Linked DNA regions of Sus scrofa: region 2 is linked to region 1. A link is a contact called in public promoter capture Hi-C data. All regions are on one chromosome and are shown on one strand. The core of a region is the stretch at or near the end of the contact, and the rest is flanking DNA. Distances in the headings are between cores, read along the strand shown.

Region 1 (7,076 bases), core at 1,357-3,856:
GCTTCACATGGCTGAGGGGGGGGGCGAGAGAGCCCATCGATCCTATCAGATTAGAACCCCACCCTTATGATCTTATTTAATCTTAATCACCTCCTGAAAAATCCATCTCCAAATAGAGTTACAATGGGGGTTAGGGCTCAACATATGAATTTTCAGGAGGACAAAATTTAGCCCATAGCACTATCCCCCCAAAAGCTGGTTGCACCCTCCTCCAAAGCCCCATATGTGTCTGCACAGCTTTATTATAGCACATCCATCGTTCATCTGCACTGGTACCTCCTAAAGGACATATGACGAATTGCTGCACTCCATGCTTCTAGCCAGTCTCGTTTCTGGCTCTTTCGGCATCACCTCCTCATTGAGGAGGCCCTTGTGACTTTGTGTGAAGATCTGTCTGTCTCCCAGCTATGCCCAAGGCTCCGAGAGAGGGCAGGGGCTGCTTCTCACTCACCTCTGACCACTGAACACCTTGCACAGAGCTGGCGTAGTGGGGAGCTTTCTGGTTCTGCTGTGGAAGGATCTACAGCCCTGGCTGTGGTGCCTCTCTTCCCCCCACAATAAGGCTTTATTGATAAGGCCTTATTCTGGTACTCCCCCAGTCCTGGGGGCCTCTGCAATATCCCCAGATCCTAAGAAGAGACATTCCTGATACCTGCACAGGAGAGCAGGTGTATGCTAAAACAGGGCACTTCCAATTGTCTTTTCTTTGTTCCTGCACTAGGGCAGACCGTTATTTTTAGCATTGCAGAAAAAATGAAAATCCCATGCCCTGTTTTGGGGTTTCCCTCCAGATCTCCACAGGTGCACGTGTACAAATGGTCCTAGATCCAGGCCCAGAGACCAGCTCCTCAGCTCACATAGGTTATTCGTTTAATGTATCTACTTTCACTCCCAGTCCAAAAACATCGAACTGAAAATATCTTATGTATGAGCTCTGGACCAAAAAAAAAAAAAAAAAAAAAAAAAATGAAGCAGTTGGGCCAATAATCACTGGGAATATGTTGAATAGGAACTTGATTAAAGCAGAGTATGTGTTCCCCAGACGAAGTTGCTGCTTTACTGCGACCACAGTTGGAACCTCCGCCTCCCCAGGCCTTGCTTTCGCGCTGCGCCTCCTTGAGGGCTCCTGGGCGGGCTGTGGCAACTTGCCAGCCTTTGGAAGGCCACTGTCCGGGAGAGGGTCCTGACCCGCACAGCCTGGCGATTTTCAAACAGGCATACTTCCAAAACAGCACCCATGGCGGCGATGGGCCTCAGCGCACTTAATCTAAGGGGCGATGAGGGCGGGGGAGGTCGAGGCGGGGAGACTTGCTGGCCCACGACGCCTCAAGGGAGCCGGCTGTCCCCGCGATCCCAAAGAAGAACGCGCGAGGCGCCACGTGGCTGGGGAAAGGCGCTGCCATAAACCCCTTCCCCCTCAGCTGTGTGTGTGTCGGGGTGGGGGGGGAAGGCGGCGCTCAGGGGTCACCCGGGCCGGGCCGCTTTGTTCTCCAGGATTCTGGGGACTCAGCGCCCTGCAAACCACTCTGCAGGGTTCTCCCAGTCGGTGTTCGGACTCTAGGCCACCGAGACTCCGAGGCCTCGGCTCCCTCGATATTCTCGCTCCGGTACTGGAGCCCACCTGAATGGGGAGGAGAGGAAAAGGCTGTGGGTTCCAACCCCGCTGACCGCCAACCCCGCTTCGCGATCCGCGCCCCTGGGTCAAATTCGCCTACTCCCTCTGGTGCGTCCCCCCTCGCCCCGTCCCCCAGCCCCGGAATCCAGCTCGGCCAGTCCCACAGGAAAAAGTTGGCGGCCCCGCGCCAGGTAGCAGCGCCAACTCTGCGCGCCTAGCAACACCTAGAACTCCGGTTAGGAGAAGTAATTAAAAAGTTTTCCAGCCCAGGCGGATGGACCGACCGGGTCCTCCAAACTCCCTGGACTCGTCCGCCTCCCCCTCCCTCCACTCTCCGCCGGGTCCTAGCGCCGGTCGGTGCGAAGCCGCGGAACCTTGGAGTACGGCAAGAGGTGGGGCTGGGGAGAGGTACTTCTGCGCGAAATCCGTGGGGACGCCTGGAGATCAAAAAGACGCAAGATCCCCGCGCTCCGGACCTCTCTCCTCGGCCTCTCCACCGGGCAGTGTACGCTGGGCCGCAGGTCCAAAACTGTTCCCTGCCCCCGAACCCCCGGTGCTTTCTCTACGCCGCCGCTTTCCAGAGAGCCTGGACCCGGACAAAACTGGTTCTAGTTTTTAAAGCGAGTTCGCGCCACAGAAACTCAGAGACCAAGACTTGCCCTCCACCACCAACAGCTCTCTGAGCGGCGTCTGGGTGCTCCCGGGCTCCCCTGCCGTTGGCAGACGGTGGGTGCCCTGGGGAAGCCAGAGGAGAGGGCCTCACCAGGGACCACGTGTGCGCCGGGGCAACCACTCCTCGGAGGGTGGGGCACCACTCGCAGGTCACCCTTCAGCTTGCTGCGCAGGGGGTAGTGGGCGTTGCGCCGCCGCCCCTCCCAGTCAGTGCTGCGCTCCTGCCCCACTCACCGCCCTCTAACGATCGCAGGCGCTAAGACCCAGGAGGCGCCGCTCCACCGTCGCCGAAGGTCCGAGACCGGTTTGGACACTAGAGGGCGATGGCCGCCGCGGTATAAATACCGGGCCCGCGCAGGCCTGGCCATTCGCGACCGGGAGCTGCGCGGGCGCGAGTGAGTAGGGTCTCCGGGTGGGCAGCGGCAGCAGCGGCGCCCCGCGCGGGCTGGAGGCCGCCGAGGCTCGCCATGCCGGGAGGACTCTAGCTCCCCCATGGAGTCGGCCGACTTCTACGAGGCGGAGCCGCGGCCCCCGATGAGCAGCCACCTCCAGAGCCCCCCGCACGCGCCCAGCAGCGCCGCCTTCGGCTTTCCCCGGGGCGCGGGCCCCGCGCAGCCCCCAGCCCCACCTGCCGCCCCGGAGCCGCTGGGCGGCATCTGCGAACACGAGACGTCCATCGACATCAGCGCCTACATCGACCCGGCCGCCTTCAACGACGAGTTCCTGGCCGACCTGTTTCAGCACAGCCGGCAGCAAGAGAAGGCCAAGGCGGCCGCGGCCCCCGCGGGAGGCGGCGGCGACTTTGACTACCCGGGCGCCCCCGTGGGCCCCGGCGGCGCCGTCATGCCCGGGGGGGCTCACGGCCCCCCTCCCAGCTACGGCTGCGCGGCGGCCGGCTACCTGGACGGCAGGCTGGAGCCCCTGTACGAGCGCGTCGGGGCGCCGGCGCTGCGGCCGCTAGTGATCAAGCAGGAGCCGCGCGAGGAGGACGAGTCGAAGCAGCTGGCGCTGGCCGGCCTCTTTCCCTACCAGCCACCGCCGCCACCGCCACCACCGCATTCACACCCTCCGCCCGCACACCTGGCCGCCCCGCACTTGCAGTTCCAGATCGCGCACTGCGGCCAGACCACCATGCACCTGCAGCCCGGCCACCCCACGCCGCCGCCCACGCCCGTGCCCAGCCCGCACCCAGCGCCCGCGCTTGGCGCCGCTGGCCTGCCAGGCCCCGGCGGCGCTCTCAAGGGGCTGGCCCCAGCGCACCCCGACCTGCGCGCGGGCGGCGGCGGCGGCGCAGGCAAAGCCAAGAAGTCGGTAGACAAGAACAGCAACGAGTACCGGGTGCGGCGTGAGCGCAACAACATCGCGGTGCGCAAGAGCCGGGACAAGGCCAAGCAGCGCAACGTGGAGACTCAACAGAAGGTGCTGGAGCTGACCAGTGACAATGACCGCCTGCGCAAGCGGGTGGAACAACTGAGCCGCGAACTGGACACGCTGCGGGGCATCTTCCGCCAGCTGCCCGAGAGCTCCCTGGTCAAGGCCATGGGCAACTGCGCTTGAGGCGCGCGGCGGCGGGACCGCCCTGGGCCGGCCGCTGCCTGGGACCCAGGGAGTGGTTTCGGGTCTCCAGATCTCAAGACTGCCGGAGCCGCGCAAGCCAGGGCTAGGAGATTCGGGTGCCGCCTGAGAGCCTGGCCTGCCGCGTGTGCCCCTTGCCTTCCTCGGCGCCGGACACGGTGCGTCTAAGATGAGGGATCAGGCAGAGAGGAGAAGCGCCGTGGGGCTGAGCCGGGAGCCCGGCAACTCTAGTATTAAAGGAATAACCCTGTGCCTTGGAAACGCAAACTCACCGCTCCGATTCCTACCGAGTAGGGGGAGCAAATATGTGCCTTGTCATTTTATTTGGAGGGTTCCTGCTGCAGCAGGCCCCTCTCCCCCGCAATAGAAGGAGGGGTGCAGCCCCCGGGGCGGGGGGGGGCAGGAGGAAGGTTCAGGGAGCAGAGATCCCTATAAACCAGCCCCAGCCGCTCCTCAGCGCCTGTCCTTGGAGGGGAGGAAACACAGGGACTTGGGGCTTTGAACCTAAGGTTGTTCCCCTAGTTCTATATGAAGGTGGAGGGTCCCAAGTTCCTTGCCTCTGAACTCCCAGCCTGCCACAGGCTGGGCTCTTGCGGCTGGACTCATTTGAGATAGGAGTCACCAGGTGACCAGTGGGAGTCTCCTGCCCCCAGTCAGATGAGAAAACTAGGTCCTGGGTTAGCTCTGAGGCCATATGTTCCTGGGGGTGGTGGCCTGGTGGGAGCAGGGAACCTAGAGATCTGGTCTGGGGGGTGGGACGAGGTGGGGTGGGGGTGGTAATGGGACACTGGGACCACCAGTCTTGTCTGTACTGTATGTCGCCAGCATTGCCATACAAACACGAAGCACAATCAGTCCATCCCAGAGGGACCGAAGTTATGAGAAGCTTTCCAAATATTTTGCTTTATCAGCCGATATCAACATTTGTATCTGGCCTCTCTGTGTCCCAGCGGTGCCTTGTGCAATGTGAATGTGCACGTCTATGCTAAACCACCATTTTATTTGGTTTTTGTTTTGTTTTGGTTTTGCTCAGATACTTGCCAAAATGAGACTCTTCGTCAGCAGCTGCAGGGAGGGTCTGCGGCTGTCTTTCCTTTTGGTTTTGGGATTGCTTTTGCTCCCAGGGGAACCAAAGAGGCGAGGTGGGCTTCCCCTTTCCCCTCAGCTTCCCCCACCCCGGGGGGGGGCTGTGGGCCTCGGTCCCCTCCAGCCCTGGCTGCCCACAGGCTTGTCCCCCCCCTCCCCGCCCCAAACAGAGGCCCTGGCTCCCGGTCTGGAAGGGAGGCAGCCTCCGGCCAGCACACACACATTAGATCGCTGGGCCTGGGAGCGGGGAAGGCCAGCTTGGTTCTCTTCTTTGGGGGAGAACGTAGAGTTTCATGCTAGATGTTTATGTATTATATCTATAATATAAACATATCAAAGTCAGTTTTGGTGTCTTTTTAAAACGAGGAAAGCTACTTCCAAGGTTGTCTTTGGGCCAGGTCACATTTGTAAATAATCGCAGCATATTCTCTGGCGGAGATCCTGGCCTCATGAGCTCTCCACCCATCCCGAGCCCCTCTGCACATTAAGGGGTGACTTCTCCCAACCAAGGCAAATAAATGACAGGAGGAGGACAAGGCTCCAGGCTGAGGATACCAAAACCCGAAGAGTCTCCTGGTGTTGGGGGTGGGGGAGGGGGCACGGGGGCGGCAGGGGTGTCACGAGGCTTTGGTGTGGCCTCCGGGAGGAGGAGAGGGACTCTCTGCCTGAAGTTGCCACGGCCTCTTGGGGACTCGGGCAGGCCTGGCACTGGACTGCCAGGCTCCAGAGGCCCTTTGACCACACTCCCTTCCAGATCCCTCACAGCTCTGGCTCCCCAGGAGCCTTGCTCATACCTGGCTTTGCCACAGCCCTCAGGCCGGACCGTGGGGGGCCAGGCAGAGGCCACAAGCAGTAGGACCCTCCACCCCCCCCTGTTGGCTCTGGGCTGTGTGGTCGCCGCCTACCCCAGCAGGGCCTGCCCTGCCCACCCAAGATGGGGAGCCCCCGGCAGGCCTGTGCTGGGTGCTCCACACATGCCACCCAGCAAGGAGCCAGCCCCAGCGTCTGCCTCTCCACCGTGCCCACCCTGGGCCAAGCCCCCCACTGCGATGACCGCCCCGCGAGGACAGGCCCCGGGCACCCCCTTAGCAGCAGCAATTGCCAACCACAGGAGGGCACACACCCTCATGCCTGAAAGCACAGGGCCTGGGAGGAAGTAGCCCTGGAGCCTGGCAGGGCTTTCAGAGTTTACTCTCTCTGAGGGTAAAAAGGCAAAACTCTTCTTACCTTCTGTTTACACCCCGGGGAAACGGTCACTGGAGCAGCTGACGGTTCTAAGCCAACGTGGGCTGGGACCGTTTCGAGAAATTACACGTTCTTTTTAAAGTCTGCAAGGTTTTGCTTTACCTACCTGCCTGGTTATCGGGGTGACTTGCCCCCCACCCCCGCCCTCTCTGTCTCTCTGCCCCGTGTCTTGCCTCCTCCTCCCCCAGGACCGCCCTTGGCGGAGGAAAGGCCTCAAGGCCCAGTGAGGAGGCGGCAGCCTGCCCCGCCGCCTGGGAACCAGGGAGGCTGAGCCCCAGTGCCTGCCTAGAGGCCTGGGGCAGGCCACAGCTTGCTAAGCCCCAGCAAACCCTCTCTGAGTTCAGGGCTAATTCCAGTTTTTCTTGTTTGTGGGGGCCAAGCCTCGGCTTCCCCCTTTGCCCCCAGAACAGATCCCAAGACACGTGGGGGAGGGGCACCCTGCCTGCCCCCACGCCTCGGCCTCCCCTCCCCGGCTGTCCTGTCTCCAGGGCTTTCTGCTTTCCAAGCTGTCGGCTCACAAAAGGGCACCCCTGCTACCTGGATCCTGAAGTCCAGGGCAGGCTTTCTTGGGGCTAAGACTGGCGCAGAAAAGGGACAGGACCAGTGAGGCCCCCCGGTTGTGGCCTCCAGTAGACAGAGCAGCCAGCTTGGGGGGAGGGACAGCATGGGGGAACCTGCCCAGCACGTGCTCTGTGCCCAGCAAGGGGGCCCCCAGGGAGAGCGGCTCCTCACCCCCCACTGCTTCCTGCAGGGCCCCCACCCCACCCCCGGTTTGCCTCTGGACTGCAGCCTTCATGAAGACCCACTTCAAGAGCCTGGCACCGAACACACCCCAAGTATTTTTCAGCTGTCTTCTGTGTTCCTAGGGGGTAGACATGGCATT
Region 2 (7,076 bases), core at 1,781-4,280, 100 kb before region 1:
TCAGCCGTCGGTGCAGACCAGTGGCCGTGGCCTTCAACCTGCTGACCGGGTTGAGGCAGGCTTTACATTCTGACCCAGTACCGTGTAAGCAGAGACATCCAGATAGTGACCAGACACCCTTCCCACAGGGTTTCTGTCCATCCTGTGCCATCGTTTGTGCCTCTTCCCCACACCCCACGCGGCTGACGTCACAGCCCACAGTGTGAAAGCGCCGGTCCAGACAGTCTGTGCTCTCGCAGACACCATGGGACACTGCTTACGGAAAAGTGAAACGAAGCATGTGCCGTGCGTGTGACACCGACTCACCGCCTCCCCCGCAGAGGCCGCTGCCGTGATGCCCGGCCCTGCCCCCCACTGTGCTGTGATGGCAGCACCCCCCGGGGTGTGCGGCCACTGTGTCCCGCCCACAGGATGGGCCCGGGGACACTGCCCACACTGGTGCTCTGCTTCTCCCCACGTCACCCCTAGGAAGGTAACAGCAGTTCCATGCAGACGCACAGCAGGCCCTCGTCACCCCGCACCCTGGGGAGGGCTGGTTGCTTGGGTGGCTTTCCTGTCTGCCCGGGCCCTGCATGAGCAGCTACCCTGTGGCTGGATTGGGGAACAGGGATGCCCAGAGGGCACAGGGGAGGGGTCGGCTTGGGGAGTGAGCCTGTGGCGCTGAGGGAGCCACAGGGCTCCGAGTGGTGGCCTTTGCCCCGCCAGTCACACCTGGGGCTTGGCACTGCAGGGAAGGTCTGGCCAGGAGCAGTGGGCCTCTTCTGGAGGGGCTGCCCACCGCGGCGCAGCAACAGGCAGGGGAGCGGTCGGCATTGCCCTCTGTCTCATGCTGAGGTCTGCAGGAAGCCGGAGTTTCCTCCGGCTCAGAAATCCCCAGCTGGGTCTGGGACGCAGACTAGGGCGGGTGCACATTGGGGTCTGAAATGCTCCCGCCATGGTGAGTAGGTCTGTGAGCAAGTGCCGACCTGCCGTGAGAGGCAGCGGAGAGCTGGACCCACAACCTGGAGATGCAGACGCAGCCGCGGGCCAAGTGCACGGTGGCCGTTGTATCAACACTGGAGCATTTCCCCCCAACTCTTCCCAAGGCTCACATCACTGGCCGAACCATCTCATCGGCCGCCTGCCGGCAGTGGGGCCAAGGGAATTGAGGGGGGGTCCAGGGAGGGCCTGGGTGGGCCAGTGGTGGCAGGTAGCCCGGGCCTGAAGCTGCCCAGGAGGAGCCAATGGAAGACAGAGCCTCTCATCCGAGCCAGAAATAGAACCAGATGAACACGTGTGAGGCAGGAGACGCCAGCATGTTGCGCGGAGATGTGTAATATCTCCCCAGATGTCTTTGATTATCACACGCATCCACTCGGCCAAAGCTGGTAGGGTCCCCGGGGGGTGTCCCCAGGCAGCCGGGGAGGAAGGATCCTGCGTTCCGGGTTGAGCCAAAGTATGAGCGAATCCTGCGTCGTCAGTGTGCAGTCAGGGGATGGAGTGGACACGGAGGAGCTGGAGGGAGATGATTTATAAAGGAGATGGCTGTCGTCCCTGGATTCCAGAATGGCTTGAATCTGAATAACTTCTGCATGTAGGAACTCGGAGGGGGATTTAAGAAAAAAAAAAGCAGAAAAAGATAGGGAACTGAGAGCACGAAAATAGACCTCAGCCCCGTGGCCCCGCATCGCCGGGCAGGAGGGAGCTGGCCGGCTGGGTGTACACTTCCTTCTCCAGAAAGCGGATGATCTTAAAACAAAAAATACAGCGGAAGTCTTCTAGAATCTGAGCGCGAAAGCCAGGCTGGCAGAGGAACTCCAAGCATGCCCCTTCCCACTTTCTTTTTTTGAGGAGAGCAGGGAGGATTTGGTCAGGCATCTCGTCTGCCCTGGGGAAGAGGCCTGCTGGCGCTCTCCCGATGGCTCCAGCAGTTGGTGCGCTCTTGTGGGCTCCCCGGCTTTTTCAAGAGCACGATTTCTGGTTTTCTTGGAGATCTGCACGGTCCAATAGAATGTTCTGCCCCAGGTGCTGCTACAGGTCGCCCTCTGAAGTGGTGGCCCCCCAGGAATCTGTGCCCACACTCTTGGCTCTGTCCTGTCTGCTCAGGCCCTTCCTGGACGTTCTAAATCAACAAACCACAGACCATTTTCCTTTGTTGCCTCTGAGCAGCCCAAAGGGGAGTGCTCTGCTCCCCGGGTGAACCTGGGCCACGGGCCCACTCCAGGTGCCTGCCTGCACGCCGGCCCCAGAGGACACCAGCCTGCCCCAGTGGTAGTAGAGTCTGTATTTTATTTTCTTTTTCTTTTTTTTCTTTCTTTTTGGTCTTTTCTAGGGCTGCACTCATGGCATATGGAGGTTCCCAGGCTAGGGGTCTAATTGGAGCTGTAGACTCCAACCTACACCAGAGCCACAGCAACACAGGCCGAGCCGCATCTGCAACCTACACCATAGCTCATAGCAATGCTGGATCCTTAACCCACTGAGTGAGGCCAGGGATCGAACCCGCAACCTCATGGTTCCTAGTTGGACTTATTAACCACTGAGCCACGATGGGAACTCCCGCCTGCCTTTTCAAAGGGGAAACACGGAGGCCCTGAAGGCTGAGCTCCGCAGCCAGGACAGAGATGCCCATCCCTGGGCCCTGAACTGCCAACCCCCAACTCGGGACTTAGCTGGACCAGTGTTCAAAGCCTCCGTTTCCCTGTGGTTTAGGGCCAAGCTACACCCCGCCTGCCTGGCCAGCTGGAGGGAGGACTGAGTAAACACCTGCAGGCAGCTGTCAGCCCAAACACCCTGGTGCCTCTACCTCTGCAGCGTCTGGGGACTGGATGCCTGGGCGTGTCTGCCCGGGGCCGCTCACCGTTTGGTCCTCAGCTCCCACACAAGGCCTGGGCAGGTCTCCTCAAGTTGGGCTGCCCCAGGCAGGGTCTCCCCGGAGTCTGTGACCCAATCCGACATCCCCTGCCGTGCCAGGGAAGCTCTTCCCCCGCTCCTAAGAATCACCTGAGTTGTTATCTGGTGCTTTTTGCACTGTTGACATTGTTTATGGTGTTTTGCAATTGGAAAAAAGACAGCAGATTAAAAAGTGCCTGACTGGGGACTTTGGATTCCAGCAGAGCGTCCTTTCCTTTAGAAATCTTTCTGTGGAGTCGCTGGGGCTGCCATCAGCTTGCTCCCCCTTGAAGGGCGCGGAGTCGGGGTCCCCAGAGACAGGCACACGGGCAGCCTCTGGAATGTTGGTTGAGCCATTGTGTTTACTATTAGAATTAGGGTTTGGGTGAGAGGCCCTTGTCATGGGAGGCGTGGCTCTGCCCCTGGGCTCAGATTTGCCAGGATTCGTGTGGCCTCAGACTGCACTACACGGACGGAGCCAGGCACGGAGGGGAGCCGGGCTCTAGCCAGTCACAGAGGGCAGTGCCCGCTGCCACCGCCTCCGCCCCATCTGGCTCTGAAACACGGCAGGGGCCCGAGCTCTGGCACTGGACTGGGGCCCCTCAGTCGGTTTTGTCACCATCAGCATCATGACTTGACTATGACCCCAAGAAGGGGACAGGGGGCTAGTGGGCCTCTGCTCTGTGCGTGCCCGGGTGGGACCGGATGAGGAGGCCACTCCGTCTCTGCACTCCACTCCTCTCATCTGGGGCCCCCATCATCAGGCCTGGACCCGGCAGCCCCTCACTTACTGTGTCTCCTCCTACCACGGAGGGAGCTCGGGCTAGGATTCTCGCTCGACTTGCCCGTGACTAGGGGCCATGAGCACACAGTCAGGTGGCAGGGGTGTGGGGGTGAGGCTCCCTGCCCCCCGTTCCCTCCCAGCCCCCCTGCAGCCAGGCCCTGTCATGGGGTGTCCGGAGGCCAGGCTCAGCTGGGCCATCCCCCTGACTCAGCAGGCCCGTGTGTCTGTCCCCGCGGCATCCAGCCTCAGCCGCTTTGCACTCCCAGCTCTGGGCTTCTTTCCTTCCACTCTCTGCTCCTGCCATTCGTGCCTCCTGCCCTGTGACCTGGGGGTACTGGGAGCCAAGAGGTCCCCAACTTGGGGGCTTGGCCGGCCAAGCAGAGCACACTGTCCCACCCCACTGGGGAGAGGGCCACTCTCCTCTGGCCAAGGGGACCCCGGAGCTGTCAGCTAGGTTTTCACTCCGACACCAGGGCCTGCAAGAGACAGGCAGTGCGGCTCAGCCCGCGTCTTCTGTCAGGTGGGTGTGTCTGTCTCAAGGTCCCCTCCAGCTCTGGTGAGCGGCCCCTCATGAGCTGCAGCTGTGCCCCACGCTGGGTGCACGGCGGCCCTGGGAGGGTCTCTCGGAGGGCCGGTGTAGAGGCCAGGTCGGGGCTGGGGACATCTCTGCTCCTTCCTTAGGGAGCCGCCTCCGCCGTGCATCCCGAGGCTCGGCCAGTGGAGGGTGAGGTGGGTGGGCAGGGTTGGTCCCACACCCACAGCCTTCCTGCTCTGGAGTCGGAGGTCTCCCAGGATGCCCCGTGCGGAGACCCTGGGGTGAGAGGGCCCCGAGCTGCTGCCTGCATGGGCCGTGTTTCGAGAAAGCTCGGGCCCAGCGCCCCTGAGGGAAGTAGGCCGGGGCGGGGGCGGGGGTGCCCCTGTGCGTCCCCTGGCCTCACCGCCACTCTGCCCGCAGCCTGTTCGACATGGGCGGTGAGTACTACTGCTTCGCCTCGGATATCACGTGCTCCTTTCCCGCCAACGGCAAGTTCACCGAGGACCAGAAGGCCATCTACGAGGCGGTGCTGCGGAGCTGCCGGGCCGTCATGAACTCCATGAAGCCAGGTGAGGGCAGGGGCGGCGCCTGCGGGGGGACACACCTGGCGTGGGCGCACGGGGGGCTGGGCGGCCGGGCGCCTCTGCGGAGCAGGTCCTGCGCCCTGGGACCTGAGTCTGCTCCCCCGTCGTGCTCAGTCAGGCTCTAGGTGGAATCAGGTCCACAGGGTCACTCCTGGAAAAGGGCGCTGCCCACCAAGCTGGGGCAGAGCTGGGATGGGGGAATCTCAGCCCCAGGTCACCCCGTGTCCCCTCTGACCTCCTCCACCTGCACGTCCACCTGCCCACACGGGCCCCTGGGATGTCAGCAGGTCCCCTACCCGGCCCCGAAGCAGAGTCTGCCCCAGGGAGGGCCTAGCTGGCTTGGACACTGGCATCTGGTTGGGTGTGGAGGACGCTCTTGTTCGGGCCTGGCGGCTGTGGCTGGGGTGGCGGGAGCCGTGACTCCCCAAGGGTTTAGGAAATGGCAAGTGGAGGCTGTGGGCCCTCTGAGGACCCTGAGTTCATACTGAAACAGGGGAACCGTGGCAGTCAGGTTTGCCTCCCTCCGTGAAGCTTTTATTTATGAAAAGAAAAAGAAGAAAAAGAAGTTCCCTTCGTGGCGCAGCAGAAACGAATCCGACTAGGAACCATGAGGTTTTGGGTTCGATCCCTGGCCTCGCTCAGTGTGTTAAGGATCCGGCATTGCCATGAGCTGTGGTGTAGGTTGCAGACGGATCTCGTATTGCTGTAGCTGTGGCGTAGGCGGAAGGCTGTAGCTGTGGTTGGACCCTTAGCCTGGGAACCTCCGTATGCTGCGGGTGCGACCCTAAAAGGACAAAGAGACAGAAAAAAAGATCCCAAGTGGTCAAGCTGTAAGGGCCCCCGGCTCATGGCTCAGCTAGTTGGTGCGGCTGTGAGGGCTCCTCAGCAGCTGTCGCCTTCAGGGGAGGCACCCGGAGAGCAGGGCTTTCCCGATCCGCCGCCCCCTCAGCCAGCCCTGGGGGCCCGCCAGAGGCCAAGGAGCAGTGGACCGATGGGTCGGGGGCTCACACCCTCGCTTGTCCAGCGGGAACAGAGCTTGGTGATCAGATCAGCCCAAGGGTGGGGGACTCACATGTGCCCCCAAGGGGAAACACAGAAGGACACCTTAAAGCCAAGCTCCTGACAGGTGACAGTATCAGCGGGACTTGGCTGATTTCGCGGCCAAGGAAGAAAACGTCTTGTGCCAAGTGTGTTTGAAAAGCAGCAGCCCCCATGAGAAGGATTAATCCAGACACCTCCAGGACGGATTATTACTTAGAGACAGAAAAGTGCAGGATGGGGTGGCCTCGGGCCCCTTTTGTGCAAAAGAGGACAGTAAAGACCTGGATTCACCTGTGCTTGTAAATCCCGGAGGACGAGACAGGGACAGACGGGGTGGGGCGTGGGGGGAGGGACAGTGCTCCCCAGGAGGCTTTTTATGCTTTTTGACCTTTAGTCCCTGGAATGTGTCACCTGTTACCTGTAAAACCAGGCCCCCAGGGAGCAGTCCCCACCCCCTGGGGGAGGGGCACATCCCTTCCTCTTACCTTGACCCCTCGCTTAACGGGGGGGGGGGGGGGGGGGGGGGGGGGGGAAGAGGGGGGATAGAAGGTTCTGCTCAGCTTTGAACATGGGTCATTTTAGTGATAAGGGTTTCAGATGCAGCAGAAGGCTTGGGCTGGTGAGGGGTGGAGGGGAATGGCCCCCCGGGAGGGGTTGCTCGCCGGGGTAAGCCCTGTGGGTGAGCCCTGTGCACCCACGCCCCACAGTGGGCCCCTCCAGGTATGTGGGGTGGGCCTGGGTGTCCAGGAAATAGGGCAGGGGGGCTGTCTACCCCACCCCCACTGGAGACGACGGGGCGGACAGAGTGAGGCCGAGGCATGGCCAGTGGTTGGGGGGGTGCTGGCTGTTGGTGGGGATCTGAAGGGACATTGTCTCCCCTAGGGGTCTTTGCTCACCTTGCAGCTCCGGGCTTCCAGCCCCTGGCACTGCTTAGCCCCAACCCTGGGCCGAGTCGGGGGTGATGGCCAAGGCCTAGCCCACCCTACCTACCCCCAGGAAGACTTGCTAGGACCTGGGTGGCGCCTCCCCAACTGGTGTCCTGACCAGCTCAGTTGGCCAGCAAAGAACCCCAGTTCCTCCCAGAAAGTGGCCAGGCCCACAGACAAGACCCGGGGCCCCACGTCAAAGTGGAAAGGGCCTGGTGCTCGGTCCTGGCACCCGGTCCTGCGGGCTTCCTCGCTCTGTCAGTTTGGGGGCAGTCATAAGGCCACAGGCCCAAGCTCAGCTGTGCTGGTCCCTGCCGACTCTGGGGCAGGCCTCC

The links. Promoter capture Hi-C pulls out the DNA fragments that hold promoters and counts their contacts.
Region 2: a promoter capture Hi-C map of liver shows a contact between it and region 1, with 14 times the contacts expected there. The contact joins the enhancer-like site here to the promoter of CEBPA in region 1. A contact is called at or near these places in 3 of 5 promoter capture datasets (fetal liver and liver), 12 of 47 Hi-C or Micro-C datasets (embryonic fibroblasts, fetal liver, fetal skeletal muscle and 6 more) and 2 of 2 datasets of contacts at active chromatin or transcription factors (alveolar macrophages and skeletal muscle).

What each region holds. Positions count from the first base shown.
Region 1 is chr6:43,081,414-43,088,489 of Sscrofa11.1, reverse strand. CEBPA (CCAAT/enhancer-binding protein alpha) reads left to right here and starts at 2,606. Exons shown (of 1, transcript XM_003127015.4): 1 at 2,606-5,290. The coding sequence starts at 2,780. The coding sequence ends at 3,844. LOC102160718 (a long non-coding RNA gene) reads right to left here and starts at 2,372. Exons shown (of 2, transcript XR_002344625.1): 1 at 2,092-2,372; 2 at 1-1,621.
Region 2 is chr6:43,186,780-43,193,855 of Sscrofa11.1, reverse strand. PEPD (xaa-Pro dipeptidase) reads left to right here. Exons shown (of 15, transcript XM_005653273.3): 12 at 4,611-4,759. Among named protein-coding and RNA genes, the nearest start is that of CEBPG, 25 kb to the right of the region's middle. Within about 2 kb of position 3,030, at least 14 of the 83 cell types and tissues checked have an H3K27ac peak or open chromatin away from gene starts, as enhancers often do. A contact at or near this core is called in liver, mesenteric adipose tissue, omental adipose tissue and 2 more, where this site is marked.